Linked DNA regions of Zea mays: region 2 is linked to region 1. A link is a contact called in public Hi-C data. All regions are on one chromosome and are shown on one strand. Each heading gives the region's core, a stretch centred on a gene start, on an enhancer-like site or on the middle of the called end of the contact. The rest is flanking DNA. Distances are from core to core; before and after follow the strand shown.

Region 1 (4,703 bases), core at 1,470-3,969:
CATCGAGACACAAAATAAAATGTAAAAAAAGCACACCTCAAAGCAGGAAAATCATTGGCAGCAGAAGATTCCGCTTCCTGTTGGTCAGGACTACGCATATTCCTTGCTGCCTGAGACTGGCCATTAAACAAAGGTGCAGGTTTCTCGGGTCTCTTCGGGAATTCAGCTCCAGCACGCTGCCAGACAGAAACATAAGATCATAATCTTGTCAAACACACCACAAATCAAATGAGCCAATTGAAAATTTTTGAAGCAATAAATTGACTCGAGCTTCAAAATTATACCACCAACTCATGGTATGCTGCATAGTATTGTGGATATCTTGCATGTGATCCCCCAAACACGTCTTGCCATGTATCTATCAGCACCAATACCTTCTCTTTAACACGAGGATCAGACTGTAACATGAAAACAAAATGCCATCAGAAACCAGCAGTTCATTAGAATAAGAACTACAGTTTTGCAAGCATGAAGCATATTGAACCTTTTTCTTCACTATCTTCACCATATCATGCAATATATCTCTCTCTGCAACATGCATGTGAAGTATATCCCCACAATTTTTTATAACAGTTTCCAACAGCTGAAATATAGAGATATCATCAGCAAGACAATGCTAACATTTTGGCAATAGCTAAATATTAAATTTAAAAATCATCATAACAAAATTATACATGTTCTACACCATATACATATCCTGGACCTCTACAAACATACAAAATACAACAGATGTATTGAGCCTCAACAATTCAAAAGAATTGGGTGTTGGTGTTTGTATTCCTTTGGTGGTTTTAACAAGGAAACAAAATGCGCAAGTTAAAGTTATTAGGATCTCATGAATAAACTAAATAGTAAAAAACAGTCGGAATAGCCTACCACCAATTCCTAGTAAGAATAGACAAAATGTGTTCACTGTGCTCAGTTATCCTGATAGTGTAGCAGAATGTATGAGTATGATCATGAGCAACTGCATATGCAATGAAGCATAGGACAAATGACGGGAACATAAATTGGAACATGGTTGAACATATAACAAAAGTGCAACACATAACTTAGCAGATGATCAGGTGTTTGATTTGTGAAAGCAAGACACAAAACGACAGAAAAAAATCTTCAACAGTTACCAGTGCCAGAGGATCACGTGTTCGATTTTGTGGAAGCACAATACAAAACAATAAAAAAGTCTTTGACAGTTACTAATAGCCTACCACACGTAAGACATAAAAGTAAATGACAAGTCACAGACAGACTTACAGTTAGTGCAAGAAGTTGAACTTTTGGATTCTTGTGGCCAATCCGTTTCTTTAGTGCCTTGACGACATCTTTTGATTGCCTGTTACAAGCATAGATATGGACAATCAATAACAGAATGACAGCAGGGCAAAGCAAATTAAATGGGCTTCTGTTTCAGCAGAAACGAAATGAACATGAGCAACCTAGTGCAAGCTATATCATTTCAGTCCAGTAGAATGTTTGATATTCAGTCCCAATTCTTGGCCATGAACCAAATAAAAACAAAGTGCATCATTTGCCAGCAGATTCAGATACTCAAATATATTGTCATATGCGGAATCAAAACATTTGGACTGAAAATATGGAAACCAGAATACAGTATCTTCCCCATATTCCCACTGGTCTACCTCTATTTTTTTTTTTGCCATTTGTAAAATCGTCTGTGGATATTTTCCCTCATAGATGCAGCGCGCTGTGATTGATCAGGAAAAGTATGTTACAGCACCTAGTTAGGATACAGTAAGGGCCCCTCTCGTGTAGCATTCCCTTTTGCCACACGACCTAATCAGCAAATGGAGCATGGACAGTTATTTCCAAACCAGGGATTGCTCAATTATGATTTGAACAATGATGACCCAATGAAGCCCCCCCCCCCCCCCCCCCCCCCCCCCACCTCTACTGTGCGATCGGAGACTACTAACAGTTTAAAAAAATGACTACACGACGTGAGAATGCAAACGGAGCAAGGCAGGTACATTGCAGAGTCAGAAATGATGATCCTGGCAGAGACGCATGTGGCGGGTAGCTCAATTCGAGCAGCCTGGACCCCCTCTAGTTGGAACCTAACTCCGAGAAGGGTGAGCGCGTAAAACCACAACTGATCGCAGGCGCGATTGAGAATCTCGCGGGGATAGGGAGGGAATCTGATGGCGGGAGCAGCCCGAATCCGAGACAGGTCAGGGTAGCGGGAGAGGGGGTCCGTACCCGGGGTCGCGGTTGCAGATGTCGCAGATCTCCATGTTCTTAGCCCAGTCCGGGCCGATGAGCATGTCTCTGGTGGCGCGGTCCACCATGGAACCAGCCATGGCGGGCGGGGGGAACGGTCGGAGGGAGGCCCGGTGGCGGGGCGGCCGCTGCTGGCCGGATTGGGATCGGCAGCGAGCGGATGGCGCTCGCCCGTGCCCGAAACCACCCGCACCAGGCAAGTTGGCCGCGCACCTCTCTGTGACTGTCTTCCCCCTTTCTTTTTTGCCCCCACCCTCTGACTTTGTGGGGGCTGCAAAAATTAGGTACCTGCACGGCGACCACAGTGGCTCGCTCGCTGGCTGCCGCGCTCCGGGTGGCCGGAGAGGAGGACGTGCCTGCGACTGCGGCTGCGGCGGATCGGAGATGGGGATGCCGGTGGCGGGCGTGAATGGATGTTTCGTTGGAACCGACGGATCTGGCTCTGGCTGGTTGCTTTCGCAGCGGCGTGAGCTGTCCAGTCCAACGCGGACGCGGCGGAGGAATCCTCTCTCTTTCCCGTGAGCAGTGCCCCGTTGGGTTCGTCCGTGCCGTGCGTGTCACCGAATCTGAACCGGAGGCCGGTGCTCCGTGCTCGTGGGACTCGGGAGGGAGGACGCCTCGACGGCGACCCGGCAGCCGCCCGGCCCTCCCTTCCCTCGCGGCTTGCGCCAACCCAAACCCACCAAATGCACCTCGCAGGCCGGCCCAACCTGCAAAAGGCGCCAGTAAGTAGGCCCACGCCTCACCCTACGGCCCACGTAGCAAGCAGCCGCAAAGCTCCCATCTCTCTCACACACACACACTGACACAACACCCAGCCAAGAGCCAGGCAAGCAAAACAATAGGGCTTCATCCCACCGCGCGCCACCGGACCTTGAACGGTTGAACCCCCCTGCCTCCCCAGTTCCCCAGCCATGGCGGCGGCCCCCTACGACCGGGAGGACGGTCTGCAGCCGTCGGCGCCGCCGCACGCGGTGGACGCTTACGATCCCAGCTACGTGCCGGACTCCGTCAAGACCTTCGTGGTGCACCTGTACCGCCACATCCGGGACAAGAACGTCTACGAGATCCACCAGATGTACGAGGGCGGCTTCCAGCGCCTCTCCGACCGCCTCTTCCGCGACGCTCCCTGGCCCTCCGCGGAGGCCGTCGCACCCTACTGCGACGGCGATCCCGTCTTCCTCCTCCTCTACCGCGAGCTCTGGTACCGCCACGCCCACGCCCGCCTCTCTCCGCTCACTGCCGCGCACCGCGCCGAGTCCTGGACCAACTACTGCGACCTCTTCAGAGTCGTCCTTCACGGCGTCGTCAACATGCAGCTGCCCAACCAGTGGCTCTGGGACATGGTCGACGAGTTTGTCTACCAGTTCCAGAGCTGCTGCCAATACCGCGCCAAGCTCAAGACCAAGACGGAGGACGAGCTCAACCAGCTCAAGCAGTTCGACAAGGTTGCTAGTACTTGTCTTGTCTTCCCTTTCCCTTTCTTGCCAGGTGCATGACTCCAACAAATGCCCAAAAAATGGCAGTGAATCACGGCTCTGCTCTCCCTAAATCAAACGTACCTGCAGGCGTGGAACGTGTACGGGGTCCTCAACTACCTGCAGGCGCTGGTCGAGAAGTCCATGATCACACAGATCCTCGAGAGGGAGAAGGAGGGCCTGGAGCAGTTCACCGCCACCGATGGCTACGACTACGAGGGCGGGAGCAACGTGCTCAAGGTGCTCGGCTACTACAGCATGATTGGCCTCCTCAGGATACACTGCCTCCTTGGGGATTACCACACTGGCCTCAAGTGCCTCGGTCCCATCGACCTCAACCAGCAAGGGGTCTACAGCATTGTCATCGGGAGCCACATTTCCACCATCTATCACTATGGCTTCGCAAACCTTATGATGCGCAGGTGTGGCAAACCTACTTTTCTGATCACTATGGCCTACGATTGTTTAGAACCTAGTGCATTGAGGTTGGCACACATAGTTTTGATACCTTTAGTACAAGAAATAATGGAACCCCTAGTATTATACCTTCTTACAATCAGGTTTGAAGCCAGGATTTGAGATATGGGGTGGGGGTGGGGGACTGCTTACAATCTTATTGAGGATATCTGCGGAATGATTAGACATTGCTGAAACATTCTCTCATACTGGCATATGAGACTTACAAAAACAACGACGAAGCCTTTTAGTCCTAAACCAGTTGGGGTAGGCTAGAGTTCAAACCCAACATAAACCATTAATCAAGGTTCAGGCACATGGATTATTTTCCATGCACTCCTATTCAAGGTTAAATCTTTGGGTATATTCCACCATTTCAAGTCTTTTTTTACTGCCTATTACCATGTCAACTTCAGTGTTCTCCTGTCTCTCTTCTCATTGCTATTGCGCCTTAGGATACCACTATGCATTGGTGCCTCTGAAGGATTTTGTTGTACATGTTCAAACCATCTCAACTAGTGTTGGACAAGC
Region 2 (4,817 bases), core at 1,838-4,337, 170 kb before region 1:
GCTAAGGAAACTAGCGTTAGCTCAACTGTCCAACGTAGTTGATATATAAAGGCAGGACTATGGACTGTGTATGAAGGGAGAGTGATGATATATAAACCATGGTATTTGCTCTCACCCATTAGAAAGGCTAGATAGAGACGCATCAGTACTGCATGGCAATGCAACGAGGAAATGCCGGCATCTGCCAAATGTGAAAAAAGATTACCTTAGGAGAAATGGTCGCACGTACTCAAGCTCTGTTGGTCCATCATTAGGTTCAACAACTGTAGATAGAGGCTCTAGTTCTACGAGCAAGAGCAGCTGTTTCCATTTGCCACAACCAAAGGTCCGTTTGTTTCAGCTTATAGATTATATAATCTAGATTATAATCTAAATTATATAATCCAGATTATAATCTAAATTATATTATAATCTACATGTAGTTGTTTGGTAGTTTAGATTATACAAATGTAGATTATGCATAAAGACAACAATACCCTTATTTGTTTATTTTAGCTGAGAAAAAAGTATGGCATATATTGTAATTTCTATTTACATAACCATGGGTAAACCATGGGTAGTGGGTCTTTTACCAAAATAATCTCAAATAAGCTACTCTTGAAGAGATTATGAGATTATCATAATATGGAGTTTAGATTATATAATCTGAACTTATAATCTAGGTGTTTATTTACCTACTAGATTATTTACGCTTGATTATATAATCTAGAGAGATTATAATCTGAAATAAAAAGGACTAAGCAGTCGCTGAAACAACAGCGAGCATTGCATGACTTATCATCATATAGACATCGATCTTGGTTGTCGAGACTGCAGAAAGAGAGGTAGCTAGTACGCTGAAAGGAAGGAGGTAGAAATCGAAGGAACATAACACACAGCCTGTAGCATCTTGGTTCATAGAATATAACACAACATAGCGAGCCATATATATCCAGATAAATTAAAGGAACGAATGAATACAACCTAAATAGACCTTGGTTCATTGTTCAACAAGTTGTGAGAAATAATGTGTGTGAGCTTACTTACAATGGGGGCTCATGTGAAGTGTAAGGTTTACCAAAGAAGATGGTTAAAGCTGAACATTGCTTTTAAAGTTGGTCAAAGTTTTATTAGCAGTTACTAAGTATAAGTAGATATCAACCCAAATAAATAAGAGATCACAAATAATAAATTGTCACACCCGATTTAAGTAGCCATGACATCCTTCATGCTCCTCATCTTGTAGTACATGTCCTTGACCTGGGGGATATGAGTACAAAAAGGGTGAGCTTTCATACGTTCATCGCTCAACAAATTGTGTAGAATAATGTGCATGAGCTCACTTACAGTTGGGCTCATACGAAGTGTAAGGCTTACCAAAGGAGATGGTTAAAGTTGAGCATTGCTTTTAAAGTTGGTCAAAATTTTATTAGCAGTTACTAAGTATAAGTAGATACCAACCAATTAAATAAGTGTTCACAATTGATAATAACACCCGTGATACAATACATATGACAGATTAAGTTTAGTTCCATAAATTAATCATACGAGAGTCCTGAGTTGCTCTTGACCGTGAGTACGGCTGGTATACCTGTTTTACACTCTGCAGAGGTTGCACCCTTTACCCACAAGTCGTGTTACCCATTTGCCAAGGGATCATGACTTCCCATTCATCTCTGCCGAGAAGACGAGGCAGGTAGCACTATGTGGTCTTTACAAAGTTTCACTAGCTTCAGAAAAATATGAATTTCCTACGTTTTATAGATATTTTTATTTTATTTCATTACCCAAAATAGCTTATAAAGGCTTATCTGCAAATACCAGGGACCAAACTATGATTTATTAAGGACCTCTGCGCAATTTCTATTACAAACCCGAGGAGTTCGAGGTAATGTCCATGCATATGGATGGATGGCGGGTTTATTACTATAAAGATCAGGGGCTCTTTTGCTATTGTGCTGGCTGAAAGGGTATCGGCATATCTCAACTGTCTGATCTAATCTGCTCGGTCTAGATTAGATCCAACTTTAAATGAAAGGGTACGCGATGCAGATCGTAGGATTCGAACCCCACGGTTATGATTTTATAGTGGCCGATCCAATCCTAACCGTCGATCTACAGATACGCGACCTAGATCTCTTCACAAAGGGGTATGCAGATGTCTAATCTAAGTCGTCCATTTAGGGATCAATGGCGAGTGTGCTTCCATCATCATCCGTTGTCCCAGACGACGGCGGCGCCCCCATATGACGGTGAGGCACATCGGCGCCAAGCGACCGAGCGTACAGGTGCCCCGACCACCCACCGAGAGGGTTCTACACAACGAGGATGGCGTCAAAGATTAACTAGGAGTATTCTTACCGGAGATTACTACACGAAGACTCGTGACCACGTGCGAGGCGGCTTGGTGACGACTGTTGAAATCCGACGAGGAATTCACTGGCGTCCCGGTCGACCCTGGCACCCTCGACACCGTATACATGTTCTCCATGCCCTGATGTACTCTCTGCTCTCTCTATGTTCCTTTCTCTCTCTCTCTTTGTTCATGTGGCCATGGCAACAGACTCTGCCCTCTCGGTTTGCGTGGCAGTCTATGATGGTGTGGCGCTCGTGCTTGAGCCATATGGATGGAGGGAGACGGGAGGAGATGATGCATCAGGTTTTATTCCCAGGGAGATCTCCAGATGGGGCGAAATCCGACAAGGGGTGAAGGGCGAGATCTGCACGTAGCCTCGTAACAACCTGAGGAGTGAGGAAAGGGGATGATGGTGACGGTGTGGGTCCCACGCGGCGGTGATTGAAGGCACATGAGCATCACGCGGTTGGTGATGTGTGCGGCTGAACGGCGGGACCTGCCCCAGACGGCGCTGCGGTGCGCGCGAGCAGGAGGCTGAGGTGCGGTTGCGCGTGCAGCGAGACACGGAGTTGGGCCGGTGAGGTGCTTCTGGGCCCAACAAGCAAGGTAGAAGGGGCGGGGTTGAGAGAGATACGACCTACGAAAGAATCTGCACCATCCCATGTTTTCGTGTTTTCTTTTGCAAATTTCTGTTTGAATTTAATTTTAGGTATTCAAATTTAAAACTGAGTTTAAGGTTCCAAGTAGGTGATGCACATACATAAATAGTTGTTAAGGAATGTAATTTTTTATTGTATAATCTTTATTCAGCTAGAATTTATAGTCCAACAAAAGGATAACTAAATCAGTTAGAGATTTTTTATTTGATCTTTCAATAGAAAATATATTTATTTTTGGAGGAGTGACTTCCAAGGTAAGAAATTTCTTATTAAAATATTTTAATTGATAATCTTTATATTTATTTTATTAATTACATAGGAAAAGATTTTTAGGTGTTACAGCAAGCTAGCCGCACCGAGCAAGTTAAAAAAGAAGTCTGTCTTGGAGACTTGGACTCGTTGTGACGCCGAGCGCCGACCTCATCCGCGCGCTCGACGTGTGTGAGGAACCCTATGATTAGGGTTCGTCCAGATCTGCTCCCTGGGCTATGGTTTGCCCAGATCTGCACTAGGTACGTGTTGTGGAAGCTCTAGAGTTAGATGAGTTTGCCTCCAGGTATGTTCTTCCCCTTTCTCTAGAGTTCTACCGACGTGAGGACACTTCCCCTTGGCCGGATCTTGCCAAAACCGAATTCACAGGTATGTGGCAGTATGATTTCTCTTCTATTTCATTTCATGCCTTCTTCATTACAAATGCTCAGATTTATAGCAGCCCTAAGTGGGTATAATTGCTAATCAGTTACTACAACTGGATTAACAGCTAGATCACAGAGCTAATCAGTTATTACAGCTGGATTTATAGCTAGATGCCAGCAGCTTACAACTTGAGAGCACCTAGAGGGGGGGGGGGGTGAATAGGTGATCCTGTAAAACTTAAACTTATAGCCACAAAAACTTGTTAAGAGTTAGAGTAATAATGCCAAGTGGCTAGAGAAGGTCTTGCACAATACGATAACCACAAAAGATCAAACACAGAGAAGACACAGTGGTTTATCCCGTGGTTCGGCCAAGCACAAATACTTGCCTACTCCACGTTGTGGCGTCCCAACGGACGAGAGTTGCACTCAACTCCTCTCAAGCGATCCAATGATCAACTTGAATACCACAGTGTTATGCTTTTCTTTTCTTATCCCGTTTGCGAGGAATCTCCACAACTTGGAGCCTCTCGCCCTTACACTTTTGATGTTCACAAAGAATCACGGAGTAAGGAAGGGGATGAGCAACACACACAAGACTTCAAAAGATCAGAGCAACAGCACGCACACAAGTCGCAACAAGAGCTCGCAACACAACTCAAAGAGTTCACAACTCCACAAGAGCTCTATATGCTATCACAATGAAACAAATGCGCGAGATCGATGTCTTGGTGCTTAGGAGTGTTGTGGGAATGCTTGGTGTCCTCCTCCATGCGCCTAGGGGTCCCTTTTATAGCCCCAAGGCAGCTAGGAGCCGTTGAGAACACATCTGGAAGGCTATCCTTGCCTTCTGTCGTCGGGCGCACCGGACAGTCCGGTGCACACCGGACAGTGTCCGGTGCCCGATTTATTTCCATAAACAGCGAAGCCGACCGTTGCCGACCGTTGCAGATCTGGCGCACCGGACAGTCCGGTGCACACCGGACAGTCCGGTGCTTCCTTCCGACCGTTGGCTCGGCCACGTGTCGCGCGCCGATCGCGCGGCCGACCGTTGGCTCACCGGACAGTCCGGTGCACACCGGACAGTCCGGTGAATTTTAGCCGTACGCCGTCAGCAAATTCCCGAGAGCGACCTGTTCGGCCGAGACAGCCTGGTGCACCGGACACTGTCCGGTGCACCACCGGACA

What was found. A called contact is a pair of places that touch in the nucleus more often than the background predicts.
Region 2: a contact with region 1 is called in a Hi-C map of leaf, with 7 times the contacts expected there. The contact joins the promoter of LOC103635012 here to the promoter of LOC100279184 in region 1. A contact is called at or near these places in 8 of 25 Hi-C or Micro-C datasets (bundle sheath, ear, endosperm and 3 more).

The regions. Positions count from the first base shown.
Region 1 is chr8:29,066,892-29,071,594 of Zm-B73-REFERENCE-NAM-5.0, reverse strand. It overlaps LOC100279184 (Putative VHS/GAT domain containing family protein), which reads right to left and starts at 2,719. Exons shown (of 10, transcript NM_001349010.1): 1 at 2,218-2,719; 2 at 1,255-1,333; 3 at 485-583; 4 at 285-398; 5 at 37-176. The coding sequence starts at 2,318. LOC100279318 (eukaryotic translation initiation factor 3 subunit 6-interacting protein) reads left to right here and starts at 3,084. Exons shown (of 7, transcript NM_001152339.1): 1 at 3,084-3,686; 2 at 3,807-4,138. The coding sequence starts at 3,153.
Region 2 is chr8:29,241,849-29,246,665 of Zm-B73-REFERENCE-NAM-5.0, reverse strand. It overlaps LOC103635012 (acyl-coenzyme A thioesterase 13), which reads right to left and starts at 3,087. Exons shown (of 8, transcript XR_004851931.1): 1 at 2,341-3,087; 2 at 1-1,239.